2 separate regions of the Mus musculus genome follow, and region 2 is linked to region 1. The links are chromatin contacts, called in public HiChIP or PLAC-seq maps. All regions are on one chromosome and are shown on one strand. The core of a region is the stretch at or near the end of the contact, and the rest is flanking DNA. Distances in the headings are between cores, read along the strand shown. Region 1 has its middle 14 kb from the start of Gm26761. Region 2 has its middle 23 kb from the start of Klf3.

Evidence for each region. HiChIP or PLAC-seq counts read pairs in DNA pulled down with a chosen protein or histone mark.
Region 2: a contact with region 1 is called in an H3K27ac HiChIP or PLAC-seq map of microglia, with 7 times the contacts expected there. The contact joins two enhancer-like sites. A contact is called at or near these places in 1 of 15 datasets of contacts at CTCF or cohesin (the NIH/3T3 cell line), 10 of 484 Hi-C or Micro-C datasets (CD8 T cells, bone marrow-derived macrophages, effector CD8 T cells and 6 more), 8 of 115 datasets of contacts at active chromatin or transcription factors (bone marrow-derived macrophages, embryonic stem cells, fetal liver and 3 more) and 2 of 9 other capture datasets (bone marrow-derived macrophages and embryonic stem cells).

The regions. Positions count from the first base shown.
Region 1 is chr5:64,681,729-64,688,537 of GRCm38.p6, forward strand. No RefSeq gene overlaps it. Among named protein-coding and RNA genes, the nearest start is that of Gm26761, 14 kb to the right of the region's middle. Within about 2 kb of position 2,728, at least 22 of the 459 cell types and tissues checked have an H3K27ac peak or open chromatin away from gene starts, as enhancers often do. A contact at or near this core is called in effector CD8 T cells, microglia and regulatory T cells, where this site is marked.
Region 2 is chr5:64,777,191-64,784,715 of GRCm38.p6, forward strand. No RefSeq gene overlaps it. Among named protein-coding and RNA genes, the nearest start is that of Klf3, 23 kb to the right of the region's middle. Within about 2 kb of position 3,946, at least 87 of the 459 cell types and tissues checked have an H3K27ac peak or open chromatin away from gene starts, as enhancers often do. A contact at or near this core is called in effector CD8 T cells, microglia and regulatory T cells, where this site is marked.

The DNA.
Region 1 (6,809 bases), core at 1,478-3,977:
ACATGTGTGGAGGTCAGAGGACAGTTTGTGGGAGTCCGTTCTCTCCTCTCACTCTGTGGACTCAAACTCAGGTCATCTCCAGATTGCTGTGGTGGCTCACACTTGTAATCCCAGCACATGGGAAACAGAAGCTTGTGGATCACTGTGAAGTCAAGGTCAGCCCGTGCCACAGAGACTTCCAAGACAGCCTGAAGACACCCTTCCTCTCAAGTAAACAAACAAACAAACAAACTCACTTGTCAGCTTCTTTACTCAACGGGTGATCTTTCTGACCCACCTTTTGATTCAATATACTACAAGAACTAATGCGTGTATAAATAGAATATAAACAATATGTTATGTACACTAATTCATTTCCCAGTCCACTTATCAGCTGCATAATATCTGAGGCCCAGTACAGAATGAAGCTATGTGGGGGGTTCCTTGTCCAAAACATAAGCATTTTCTAGACAGAAACACTGAACTAGACATTGAGCCCACCTTCCTGCACATGTTGGCGATCCGGCTCATCGGCCCAAAAGGCTGTCCCCAAGCCTGCCAAACTGATGCGGTCTGTGCCCTCCCTCTGCAGGTTACAGCAGACAGGAAGAAAGGGAACAACATTCTCTCTGACATTTGATGGGGACTGAGATAGGTCCTGGGTCATCTAGAAGCCACCTTATCTCCGAGGTCAGCAGGGACTTGCCTAAGGAAATGACCTAGAAGCCGAGGGCCGGAGCGTGATACAGATCTGGCAGGCACAGCTTAGGAGGGAAAGTACTTTAGGCCCAAGGAAGACAATGTACAAAGGTTGGAGAAGAGCCTGAAGGGTGGGTGGTGCACCTGAAGAGACCACAGGATGGGGTTTGGCAGCTGTCCAAAAGAGCCATGGTAGGGGCAGTTCGGGGAAGACAGCCATCAAGATTAGGGCCGGCCTTGGAGGAAGGTTGGATTTTATCCTAAAGACAACTAGAAGCTCTTAATGGGTTTCTTGGCCCCATCCCAGCTGCATAGTGAGCCAGGATGGGTATCAACAGCTTTATCAGAGGAGGAAAACGGAGCAGCTACCCTTCCTGGTTCCAGACCAAGAGTAAAAGAGAACTGCAGCAAGATGGCCTGTGGAGCAGCTCAAGCAGGAAGTCCTGCTGGGCTGAGTCCTTCAGCCTTACAAGGCCACGGACCCACAGATCTAGCACAGGAGAACCACTACTCAGCAGGAGGCCAGGAGACCATCAGAGAGGCAGATCATCACCCAGACCCTGTACTCAGTGATGCAGGCTCAGCAACAGGGGATGTGGCACATGGCTGTCTTCTGTGACGCCTCCAAGGGCTTACACCACACCATCGTGCCTACCGGGGATCTTGTATTTGTAACTTGCCCTTCTTACCAGATAGCCAGTGTGACCTGAGACTCAGAACTACATCTTGCCAGGACTGGTGTTGCATGTCTTTGATACCAATACTCAGGAGGCAGAGGCAGGCAGATCTCTATGGTCCTGATTTACAAAGTGAATCTGGGTCAGCCAGGGCTTGTTACACAGAGAAACCAACCCTGCCTCAAAAAACCAAGAACCAACAAGCAAATAAAAAAACCTATGTCTTACTTGTTTTTTGTTTTTAATTCTAGGTCTTTACAAGGGAAACCATATACATAGTTAAATGTGTCCCCCAAAGCTCATGCTGCTGAAAACCTGGAAATCCACATAGTAGTGATATCTGGGGACAAGTCTCTTGGGAAGTGATCAGACTTAGATGAAGCCATAAGGCAGGATCCCTGTGCTGGGACCAGTGGCTTTATAAGAAGAGGAAGAGCCCCACCCCCAGCCCCCGCATCCTAGCTACTCGTATATGTTCCTCTTGATACAACAAGAAAGCCCTTTCCAGATGCAGCCTCTAGCCTTGGTCTCCACCCTGCCACAGCAGATAGTTTCCTACTGAAAGACTACACTTCCCAGCTTCCCTTTCGTGCAGACTACAGAAGTCTTTTCTATCTCAACAAGGGGCTGCATCCCATCTCCTCTGTAGGCATTTTGGCTATCCGCATGTGTGAATGACAAAGGTACCCTGTTGTCCCACCTAATGTCAGCACAAGCCTTTCTTTCTGTTTTGTGTCTCTCCACAACTGCTTGAATAATCTAAAAACCCTGAGAACTAAATTTCACTTCTAAGTTGCTTGGCCTGTGCTATTCTGTCACGCCCACAGAAAACTAAGAAGACTAAGCCCTCATAAATATAGTGGTAACTATAAATATAGTTTAATTACATGAGTAAATTATACCACCTAGAGTTGTACCTAAGATGTGCTATACATTGCCATCTGCAGAAGGGAGGGTTCATTCACAGCGACTGTGGGTGATTTCTATAAAGACAAAAATGTTTGACTTCAATGCTGTCGGCTCTAAAATATATCTATGAAGCCCATTGGTTTTCTAGTTTAAGACTTACCTGGAAATGATTAAATCTCTGTCCTTTTGGTTGAAATATGCTTAGGAAGCAGGACGTAATGTTTAGGCTTTTATCTCCCACAGGGCCTGACATACAGTACGTGGCTCATTATTCAGTGACTGTGTAGACCACACCCATATACACACCAACCCATGCACATTTCTGTGCTACTAAAGGTTTTCTATGGGCACAGATTCAATAGTTTGTTTAAACGTTCAATAGAAGTACATAACAGTTCACACACAACAATACATATCAAAGCGTGTGAGTTTGTACTCGTCAGACATCAAAACCCACAAGGTGGCTGATAATCAACACCGACTGTCTGGGAGAGGCTTGCAGTGTTGAATTGAACAGAACTCAGGAAGGAAGTAGCTTGTTTGGCTACCTATCTCCAAGCTAGAAAGAAATAGAAGAAGGTTTAGATAAAAGGTTGTAACTGTAAAATCAATTCAGAGAGGAAACATCCCAGAAGTGATTCTCAAGAAGTTTGGCTTCATGGTGTGACATCCGAGAAAAAGCTGGGCGAATAGAAAAGCTGCTCCACTCCACAGTACTACTTAGCAGCCAGAGGGAGAGCACAGAGTGAGCCACCTGTCTCTGGAGAAAGCGCCCCTATACCTCACTGGGCTTTTTCCTCAGTGCTGTTCATAGCCAGTCCTTGCACTTGGTAGAAAGCGGGTGCCATTTTCTCTACAACCACAGATGGCCTAAAATCCTAGCTCCCTCTGAAGTCTCTTCTACTTCCCCTTTGTCTGTGAGGCCCACTAGAGAACCCCAGATTCTTCCTGATGACCCCTCTCCAACTCTCAACCTGGTAACTTCCTCTATACCTCCATTCACTTAATTTCTTCCAGACATGTTTCAAATACAAATTCCCATAGCTAGGAGTGAGCTGCTAGTGACTACTGTGTTGAGCAACGCAACACTAGAGGCTCCATTTCTGACTATGAGTGGACCCGTAGACTTCATTGCAGTGTTCTCTTATTCATCCTATCTTGCTCCTTTGCCCTTGCTATTCAGCTTGCTCTCATTTTCACTACCACAGTAAAGAAAAGCACAGCGAAGACATCTTCTGCTAGACTGACTGGTGTGTGTGACTTCATTTCTTTTGGTTTATCTGCTAGATTTCTGCAAAGGAAATTCCTACTGGATAGGGTAGTGCATAGATCTTCCTCAAGGCCCTCCAGGCGACTCGCCCATCTTCTTTCCCCTCATCCTCCATAAGAAGTCTGTTGAGGCCAGACTTTCCACTGCTTCATCCTGTGGGGAGCCTCTCAGGCCCTCCCGCTACCTCCCTTTCTTCTGTGTGCAGCTCTTCCGGCTCCCTCCTCTCATCCTGCCTTTATCTTTTTTTCATTATCCTTAAAAACAGAGACACAGGTCATTTTGGCTTAAGGGATTTCCTAGATAGAAAGGAAAGCACAAGGACTTCTGAAAGTTCAGAGTTGACACAGTCCAGAGTGCTAATAAGAAAATCATGAGTTCAAAGCCAGCTCGGATTAAGTGGCAAATTCTAGCTTTGGTTATATGAAAAGACAAACAAAAAACCTGATAGAAAAGAGGAGCAGACCACTCCCCAGACTGATCTGATAGCGGGGGCTAGCATGAAACCCAAGACAGAACAATACTCAGAAGAGGAGGTAGAGGAATAAGGAACTGACCACCAGATTATCTGACACAAGCTAAAGGGCCTTTGAAAATCAAGTAAGCACAAACAGAGTAAAGAGAACACTAGGCAGACAACACGGACCCAAAACAGCCCAATGCAGCCACTGGCTCAGAGAGGCCCTGATCAAAGCCAAAGTCAAGATGCTTTCTGAATTCTTTCCCATAGTTACAGTCATATGGCAAAGCAGCCTGCTACGATGGCCCATGGTTGCCAATAGTGCTTATAGTATGAGAACTCTCACCAAACCAACCCCAGAGTCCACAGGTCCTGATGGTTTTCAATTGTATTGTATTTTTTTCCTCCATAGCTCGGTTGGAGAGCCCTGCGGCGTTTCTTCCACGAGGTTCCTAGATGGTGAGGCAGCCCAGAGAAATCCCATCTTACAAAGAAGAATGTCTGCAACAGATCCCCTCTTTCATACCCTGTCCAGACTGAGTGTCAATTGTTATGTCTACCAACAGTTTTGCAGAAAAGGGAAGGAGGGTGCGGGAGAGCTCAGCTGTCGGCTACCACTTGATCAAGCCATTTGAGCTTTGCTGCTGTCAGCTTTCTTATTTATAAAATGAGAATGCTGGAAAGGATAAGCCATTTTTAAACCTGACTTTGAGGAGGCGAGAGATTTTTCAAACCTCACTTGACAGCATGTACTTTTGCCATCTTTTTTTTTTTTCTCATAAGAACAATGTGCTCAATCAACGGAGAGGACAGATGAAGGTAGAGGTGTTCAGACTGAACGGGGGTGGAGGCTGTAGCATCATTTGCCCTTGCCACACCTTCCCTTGGCCATCCCAAAGCACCTCCAGAGAGGCTGGAGCTATCTGGAAAGAGACTAAGACTCTCCATTAGAAGTTTCCTTCCAGCCCAGCTTTTAGGGATGCTCTATGTAAGATTTTGGTTAATGCTCTAGGTAAGATCCCTGCTCCAAAGTGGCCTCAGTTTCAGGATGGTGACATCAAGTTGGAATTAACCTGTAAACTTCTTTCCTGGTGGCTATTTTTCATAGTGCTGGGATGTGCTACATAGCCTGCTGAAGGGGAAAACAAAAAGGCATCAGTGGTCTTATCCACTGGTGAATCCTGGATGTTTAATACCAAAGTGCCGCTGGTGTAATAGTGGCATGAAGGTTATACAGGTAACCAACCGCTTTCTGATTAGCTCCTGAGGCTTGTTCTACAGGAGAGAAGGCATGCTAGTACTATAAACCTGGCAGAAGCCCATGGCTTTAAAGGTCATAGGCCCTAGGAGGGAGTCTACTACTGTTGTAGTTATCAAACTACCTTCTAAATATTTAAATTCTTGTATTTATACCCACAGATTGGGCAGCTTGCCCCTGGCCAGAAGAGCTTCTTTCTGCCATACATAGGAATTGATACAGAGACTCATAACTGGTCAAGGGGCTGAGCAAAAGTATTACTGTTGAGTGCTCACCCCTAAATCATACAGCTATAGCTATTACACACACACACACACACACACACACACACACACACACACACACACACACACGTCCCAGAGAACTTCATGGAAAAGGGGGAAGAAAGAATGAAAGAGCTGGAGCATGAGGAAGAGCACTGTGAAATGATGGTCAGAGCGTCGTGCACTCTACGCTCCAGACCTCCATGGGCTTCCTTGCCATACGCCTGCCCCCGCCCCCTGGCATCCCTGTTTATGTCAGATACTTTGTTATGGGGACAAGAAATCTATATAGTGCCCCCTTCCCAGTCCAAACTCAAGATATCATTGGGCGACTTCTGATGACGTGTCTTTGGGTGCCAGCCCTGCCTGCCGCTCAGGCCTTCGTCCCAATGATGTCAGACTTGGAGATGTTACAGATCCTCTGAGTGACAGAAGGAAGGAAGCATAGACAAGCGAGGAAAGCTCTTGCCTGGAAACCAGAGGCACATGCCTTCCAATCTGAGTGCCTACACTTTCCAGATGTGTGACCCTGGATAGAGCATCCAGCACCTCTGAAGCGTGAGTTTCCCCAGGACTAAACCAGGATGAAAGCAGCTAAGGTAGGGATGCTGTGCACCACATGTCAGCTCTGCTTCCTGCCCTAAGGTCCTTCAGCCTTCTAGAATAACCCTATCCTTTGCTACTAAACAAACAACAAAAGCTGAGTATGGTGGTGCATTCCTGTGTACTCTGACCGTGGTCACCTAAAACATGTCCTTCCACATCCCTGTTCCTTAATTCTCTCCAATGAAGACAATGCAGATGTGGGCTGCAGAATCCAGTGGGTGTCTTCCTTCTTCTGCTGCTGTTATGACAGCCACGGGCTGGGCAATTTGCAAAGAACAAAAGTACATATTTGGTGTACAGCTCTGGGGCTGAAAAGTTCAAGAGCACCCACTGGCCCCAGGCAAGGGCTTTGGTGCTAGGCTACCCCATGACAAGCATCACATGACAAGAGAACACGAGTGTGGTGGGGATTCCTGGTGAGCCAAACTGACTGTCTTAGTTAGTTTTATTGCTGTGACCCTACCACGACCAAGGCAACAGTTATAAAGGCAAACATTTAATTGGGGCTAGCTTACAGTTTCAAAGGTTCCATCCATTATCATCATGGTGGGAAGCAAGGCATCATGCAGGCAGACATGATGCTAGAGGAGCTAAGCCTTCTAAATCTCGATCCAAAGGCAGTCAGGGGGAGACTGTCTTCTGCACTGGGCAGCGCCTAAGCATAAGAGACCTTAAAGCCCACCTACACAGT
Region 2 (7,525 bases), core at 2,696-5,195, 97 kb after region 1:
TCGGTTTCTTTGCACCCAAAAGGGCATCTAAGCAATAACTAAAATTTCAGATAACCAGGGCGGGTAAGGGGTTCTTAGCCTTAGAGGCACCGAGGTCAGTCTTCAAAGGCAGTGATGCAATTGGCAATAAAGTTTGTATTTTCAGGAATGTAATTCAAAAAATAACAAAGCAAGTGATAAGAAGCAATGCATCAAATATACACCTAGAACCGAGCACAGGCTCAACGGTAACACAGAAATCCTTTCTATGGACACTGATCCTTTCATTTAAAAGGCAATTTAGATACTCTAGTATCTCTTCAGATCATATTAATCTTTTTACCTTTTTACTAAAGAGTTCCATGGAGAAGAACAACTCTGAATTCTAACCTCCCCCTTCCACTCTTTTTGGCCTTGTGATCGACTAATTTAAAAAATTATGCTTAAGGAAATCATATAGAACTGCCTCTTAAATATAAAAGCTGTAATACAAACTGAATTGAAAATAAAGCCCTTGGTCTCATAAGAATATAATCAATGGCTAGAGGTCCAGTTAGCTGTAAAATTCAAGTTGGGGGGTGTGCTATAACTTAATGTCTAAAAGAAGTTGTAAAATATTTTGGGGGGCATGCCTTCAATTTTAGATAGTAAAAGAACATCTGATAACACTTTGAAAACCAAGATCACAGGAAAGTTTTCTTTAAAATAAGCTAAATAAATTTTGCTTTCCCTCCCTAATTTCTAAAGACAGTGGAATAGAAAGAGTACTTTCTGGGATTGCAATAAAAGCATCAGCAGCCATTGTCACCAAGCGTGACACAAAGGGTGTCAGACACAGCCTTCGCTGGCCCAAGTTACAGGCATAGACCTGGCCCAGTTTCACAGTGCAGCTTTGTCAGGTCGGTTGGACTAAATTAACTTAATTAAACCAACCAGGACTGGTTTTGGTTTTTTCATGGCTGCGCTGAAACTTGCTCTGTCCAGCAGGCTGGCCTCAAACTCAGAGATCTGCCTGCCTCTGCCTCCGGACTTTTAAAAAGCATCTCAACGTACTTTTCTTCCACATCCAGAAGAAAAGAGGTGTCTTATCAAGTGTGCTTTGGGATAAAGAGATAGCTCAGCCATTAAAAGCTAGGCTCACAACCAAAAATATAAGAAGTGTGGCTAATTATGTCCTTATCACACTACCTACTAGAAAGGGCTACAACTCAGTAATGGGAAAGTCCCAAAGAGTGAACCTCGGAAAGATGTTTTCCAACACCACAGCAGAGAGAATGCCCAGAGACAAGTGGGGTGGGGGTGGGGGGAGAGTAGCAGACATGGTGCCAAGAGTTGCTGCCCTGGGAAATGGTGACAGTCGCCAACAAGGGTCGTTTTGTTCCTTTCTGCCTGGGCAGTTTTCTCAGCACCAAGTGTAGGGGCACGAATTGTGTTGGAAAATTTGTGCATACAAACAAACACAGATATTTAACAAATCGGGGGAAAGCCTTCACTTTATGGTGGTGCTCTCCAGAAGGAGATACGTTTTACCTTTGGGTCAGCAGGCAGAAGGGAAGGAGGGAAGAAGGAAGGGAGGGAGGGCGGGGAGGGAGGGAGGGAGGGAGGGAGGGAGAGAGAGAGAGAGAGAGAGAGAGAGAGAGAGAGAGAGAGAGAGAGAGAGAGAAAGAGGCAGAGACAGAGACAGAGACAGAGACAGAGACAGAAACACTGGACCTGACTTGAACCCTCAAAGCCAAGCCCCCAGTGGCACACCTCTTCAACCAGACCACAAGTTTTCCAACAAGGCCACCCATCCTAATAGTACCACTCCCTATGAGCCTTTGGGTGCTATTGTCATTAAATCACCATGCTATTTCTTCTAAACCTAAAAACTTTGAAGAGTTAGGCTCTGTATAGCTAATAGACCCATTTGCCACAGCAATGTAAAAACTAATTAAGCCAAGGTCCACACAGTTCATGTTATGGTTTTTGGATCTTGAATTTCCCCTAGAGACCCATGCGTCAAAGGCTTAGTCCTTACATGATAGTATTAGGAGGTGGTGGCACCTTTAAAAGGCAGAGACTAGTAGGAGGTTTTCCAGTTCCTGGAGTATTCCTTTAAGGACTATGGGATACTCAGCACTTCTCTGCTATTTTGGCTTTCTAATCCTGCGTAAGCAATCCTTGTGTGCCACCTTACAGGGGCCTGAAAGGGAGGACCCAATTAATAGCAGGCTGAGACCTTCAAAACTGAGCAGAAATAAACATTTTCTCATTATGATCATATCAGACATTTCATGACAGTGCAGAAAGCTAACTGACACCGTTTATATAAGATTACTAGCTGGGTAGAATGCTGGTAGCTGTTTTGTTTGTCTGGTTTGGTTAGATTTTTCAGTGTTTTTTTGAAACAAGATCTCACAGTGTAGCATGGGATTGCCTTTGACTTACTGGCTGGGCTAAACAGAACTCATGGCATTAGCCTCCTAGTGATGAGATTGTAAGTGTGTGCCATATACCCTATTAAAACATTCTTTAATATCTAATAGACTGGGCTGTCTAACGAGCAGGCTCAGTAAAGACAGGCACGTGCTGCTAACCCTGATGAACTCAGTTTGATTCTTTGGACCTACACAGTGGAAGGAGAAAACCAACTCCAAAGAGTTGTAAAGTTGTCCTCTGACCTCCACATAGCCACCATGGCATCCACATATAATATATATACATATATATACATATATACATATATATACATATATACAGATATACAGATACAGATATAGATAGATGAGTACTCTGTAGCTGTCTTCAGATACACCAGAGGGGACATCGGATCCCGTTACAGATGATTCTGAGCCACCATGTGGTTGCTGGGAATTGAACTCAGGACCTTTGGAAGAGCTGTCAGTGCTCTTAACTGCTGAGACATCTCTACAGCCCAGTTAGTCAGTTTCTTATAATTGCATCAAGTTCCTAAGAAAAAAATATGTAAGGGCAGACTTACTCTGCCCCACACAGCTTTATAGGTTTCAATCCAGACACCTGTCCCACTGTTTGCTTTGGATTTGGGTCAAGGCTGAGTGAAGGAATGACAGAGACGGGTGACAGTGTGACAGAGCAGAGCCTCAAGTAACTCTTAGACAGCAGAGGATGGAGCGCAACAAGGAAAAGCCCCGCTGACATGCCTTCAATGACCTACTGCTTCCAACTAGGCTCCACCTCTGAAAGTGCCCATTGTCTCCAAAAAACGCCATCTAATTGTGAAGTGGCCCCTGGATAAGAACATCCATTGAGTAGGTCAGGGCATCCACGATCCATCACTCACCCTCTCAGTCACTGGCCTGACCAGCCAGACACCGAGCCTTCACTGCAGCCTTTCAGAGAGACTGGATATCTCAACCATAACCGCCCTCGTTTTCTGATTTTCCTTATTCCTCCTCATCTCCATGTTGTATAAATACATTGTCTCAAAAGAAAGGGGGAGGGGGGACGACAAACATCAGCTCTAACCGTGCTTTTAATGTTTTCATGAGAGAAAGACACATGGTTCAGTGAATTAAAAACTGAAGAGATGCATGCATGGTGCGCTTGGTCCAAGTACACATAATCAAATGGGGAAAAGTTAAAGCATATTAACTGAGGGAAGAAAAACACGGCTCAGGGGACTGGCAGCTGGGGAGGGAGGGGCTGTGGGCGGGGCAGGGGAACTGAGTCAGGGAGACAAACAGGATGCTGGGAGGTGAGAAATAAGGGTGGGGAGTAGTGGGGAGTCTGAAGAGGAACTAACAAGATCTGTTGCTTATAGTTACCCAGAAACCCTTCAGAACAATAACACACAAACAAACTTAAAAGGAAGAAGCTGCAGGAGAGGGCTTCCAGCGGAGGAGATCAGCTGGTGTTCTGGTGTTGGGGGAGCTGTAGGTCAGCTCTCTCATAGTCACTGACTCTTCTTGACTAGATGGATCCGGGCAAAGCACGGTAGACCGGAAGAGTGGACCCCGGGCCCCAGGAAGTACATGCCTGTAAAAATGGGAACCTGGGCTCTGTTCATTCTAAGTTGCCGGCGCCTCTGGTTTCCAGCCTTTTCTGCTTGGCGATGCTTTCGAACAGATATATTTTGAGGAAGAATTCTGGTTTCGAGAAGCTGAGCAGGCCCAGCCACTCAAGCGGCCACCAAAAACTTCAAAATTTCTTCCAGACTTCTCACCCCTTCTTCAAGGGCTACCTCACCCCTTCCTTCTTGCCCCCTTTCCAGGTGCGTGAGTCTGAGGGTGCTTCCAAAAAGCTAAATTTTGCCTTTCATTAGACACAACTTACCCACTTCTTTCTAGCTATTTTTAAAAACACTTTTCCTTGCTCCTGAAAAGTGTGTTTATTAAAGAAAAACTACTTCAGAGTATTGAAATGTAAAGAAAAAAGAAGCCATCCTCCGGCCAGCCGCTGAGACAACAAGCCTTCCAATCATTTTCTTTCTTTCTCTTTTTTTTAATTAACTTACTTATTTTATGTATGAGTACACTGTTTCTGTCTTGAGGCACAGCAGAAGAGGACATCTGATCCTGTTACAGATGGTTGTGAGCCACCACGTGGTTGCTGGGAGTTGAACACAAGACCTTTGGAAGAGCACTTAACCACTGAGCCATCTCTCCAGCCCCACAAGGGTCTTCTTTTAAATTACTGGATTCACCAGACTTGACATCACTCTTTCACAAGGCTCTGAAGATTTCTAAGTGGCAACCTCAGTCACAAGTAGGGAAGGTATAGTAGAGAAAGTGACAGCTCTGCTCTCTGCTAAGGCGAATGCAGATGCATTATAAACTCTCTGAGTAGAGATCAACATCCTTCCGGCCCCCAGTGCCTGAGCCCTGGCTGTCCCAGTCTGCTGCTTAAATTTCTGATGCAACGGGGCGGTTTAATCCCAGCACTTGGGAGGCAGAGGCAGGCGGATTTCTGAATTCGAAGCCAGCCTGGTCTACAGAGTGAGTGCCAGGACAGCCAGAGCTACACAGAGAAACCCTGTCTCGAAAAAACCAAAAAAAAAAAAAATGTTTCTGATGCATGGGACCAGAAACCTCAGCCTGATACAATGTAGCTGGAAGCCCCCCCCCCTTTTTTTAAACTTTTTTTATTAGGTATTTTCGTCATTTACATTTCAAATGCTATCCCAAAAGTCCCCCATACCCTCCCCCCACTGCCCTCCCTCTCCCACTCCCACTTCTTGGCCCTGCTGTTCCCCTGTACTGAGGCATATAAAGTTTGCAAGACCAAGGGGCCTCTCTTTCCAATGATGGCAGACTAGGCCATCTTCTGCTACATATGCAGCCAGAGACACGAGCTCCGTGGGTACTGGTTAGATCATATTGTTGTTCCTCCTATAGGGTTACAGACTTCTTTAGCTCCTTGGGTACTTTCTCTAGCTCTTCCATTGGCAGCCCTGTGTTCCATCCAATAGCTGACTGTGAGCATCCACTTCTGTGTTTGCCAGGCACCGGCATAGCCTCCATATTTTTTTTCCAGCAAATCTTCCTTCCCCAAAGACCTCTGCACCATTCCTAAGGACAACCACAGGCTGAGTTTTCCTATAGACAACAGAGTAAAACTTCCAAAGCACTTGTGAATGGGCCACGCTAGGAGACCCAGGAGTTAAAAGGCTGACCAACATCCTTCCAACCATCCTGAAACTTGTGTAATGTCATTTGCTTTAGATGCAAAGACTTGGGGAGGCCTTTGGGAACAAAGAGAAAAAAAGGAAGACAGCTACACTATGTCAATATATCAAGCACGTTCCACATTCTGTTAGCTGAATCACAGAGGGAGAAAAATGTATGTGTGCCCCTCAAAAAAAAAAAAAGATGCTATATGTATAAATGCATCCATGTAAGACAGTCCCTGATTTAATGGTTTGACATAATGACTGTATTTATTTATTTTAACTACTAGATTCTTGAACTTCCTGTTCCCAACCAGCCATTGTTGGATTAGCTGAACCACAGCCTGTAAGTCATTCCAATAAATCCCAGATAGATAGATAGATAGATAGATAGATAGATAGATAGATAGATAGATAGATATGGATATATAAATATATAGATATATATGTAGTGATTCGTTCTATAAATTCTGTTACTTGAGAGAACACTGACTAATACAAAAGTTGATACTAGAATTGGTTCTGGAGCAACAGAAGTATAAGCACCTTTGGAAGTATCTTGTATAGGCTTTTCAATTCACTAACACAGATACTGATACACCAACTGTGAGAGATAATGGGTTTAGTGATTATATAAGAAACTTTTGACAGTTTTGGAAATAAGAAAAATGATGATGCTGGCTGGTTGCTCCTAGCACCTCTGGATAAATTGGCAAAGGATAGGGATGAGCCCATAATAAAATTAACCAACCTCTAACATCTCAGAATAGAGCAAAGCAATGAACTTAGTAATAAAATTGGCCTGCTCCAGGGCATGGACAGTCTAAAGCAGCAGTTCTCCACGTGTGGGTCACGACCATTTTAGGACCAACCCTTTCACAGGAGCCACATATTGGATATCCTGCATATCAGATGCTTACATTATGATTCATAACAAGACTGCAGTTATGAAGTAGCATCAAAATAATTTTAGGGTTGGGGGCGTCACACAGCACACGGAACTGTACTAAAGAGCTGAAGCATTAGGAAGGTTGAGAACCACTGGACTAAAATTTCTAAGTCTGCCCTGGAGAACAACCTTCTTTCCAGCAACCACAGAGCTCAAGCTGCAAGGTCCTTATTTTAGTTTGGCTTCCATTGCTGTGAACAGACACTGTGACCAAGGCAACTCTTATAAGGGACAGCATCTAATTGGGGCTGGCTTACAGGTTCAGAGTTTCAGCCCATTATCATCCTAGCAAGAAACATGGCAGCAGCCAGGCAGGCATAGCACTGGAGAAGGAGCTGAGAGTTCTACATCTTCATCCAAAGGAAGCAGGAGCTATCTTTCGACAGCGTGGAGGAGGGCCTCCCAAAGCCCATCCCCACAGTGACACAATTCCTCCTACAAGGCCACTATTTCTGAATAGTGCTACTCCCTGAACCAAGCAAATCCAAACCAACACATTCCACTCCCTGGCCCCCATAGGTTTGTTCAAACACATAAATCTATGGGGGTGATAACTAGCCGTAGCATAATGCAAAATATACACCTAGTCCAACTTCAAAAGTCCCACAGTTTATAACAGTCTCAACAATGTTAAAAGTCCAAAAGTCTCTTTTGAGATTCATGCAATCTCCTAACTATAATACCATAGTAAGTCAAAACTTAAAAAAAAAAAAAAAAAAAAAAACACAGATCACATACTTCCTACATCATGCAGGATATACATTATCATTCCAAAACGTCATGGTGAGAAAATACTGAACCAACATAAGACCAAAAACCAGCTGGGCAAACTCAGGATCTCTATGTCTGATATCAAAGCTCTCTTCAAATCCCCAACTCCTTTCATCTTTGTTGAGTGCAACACAATTATTTTCTTTGGCTGGTTCTACTCCCTGTTAGCGGCTTTCCTAGACCAGTTTCCCATGGTT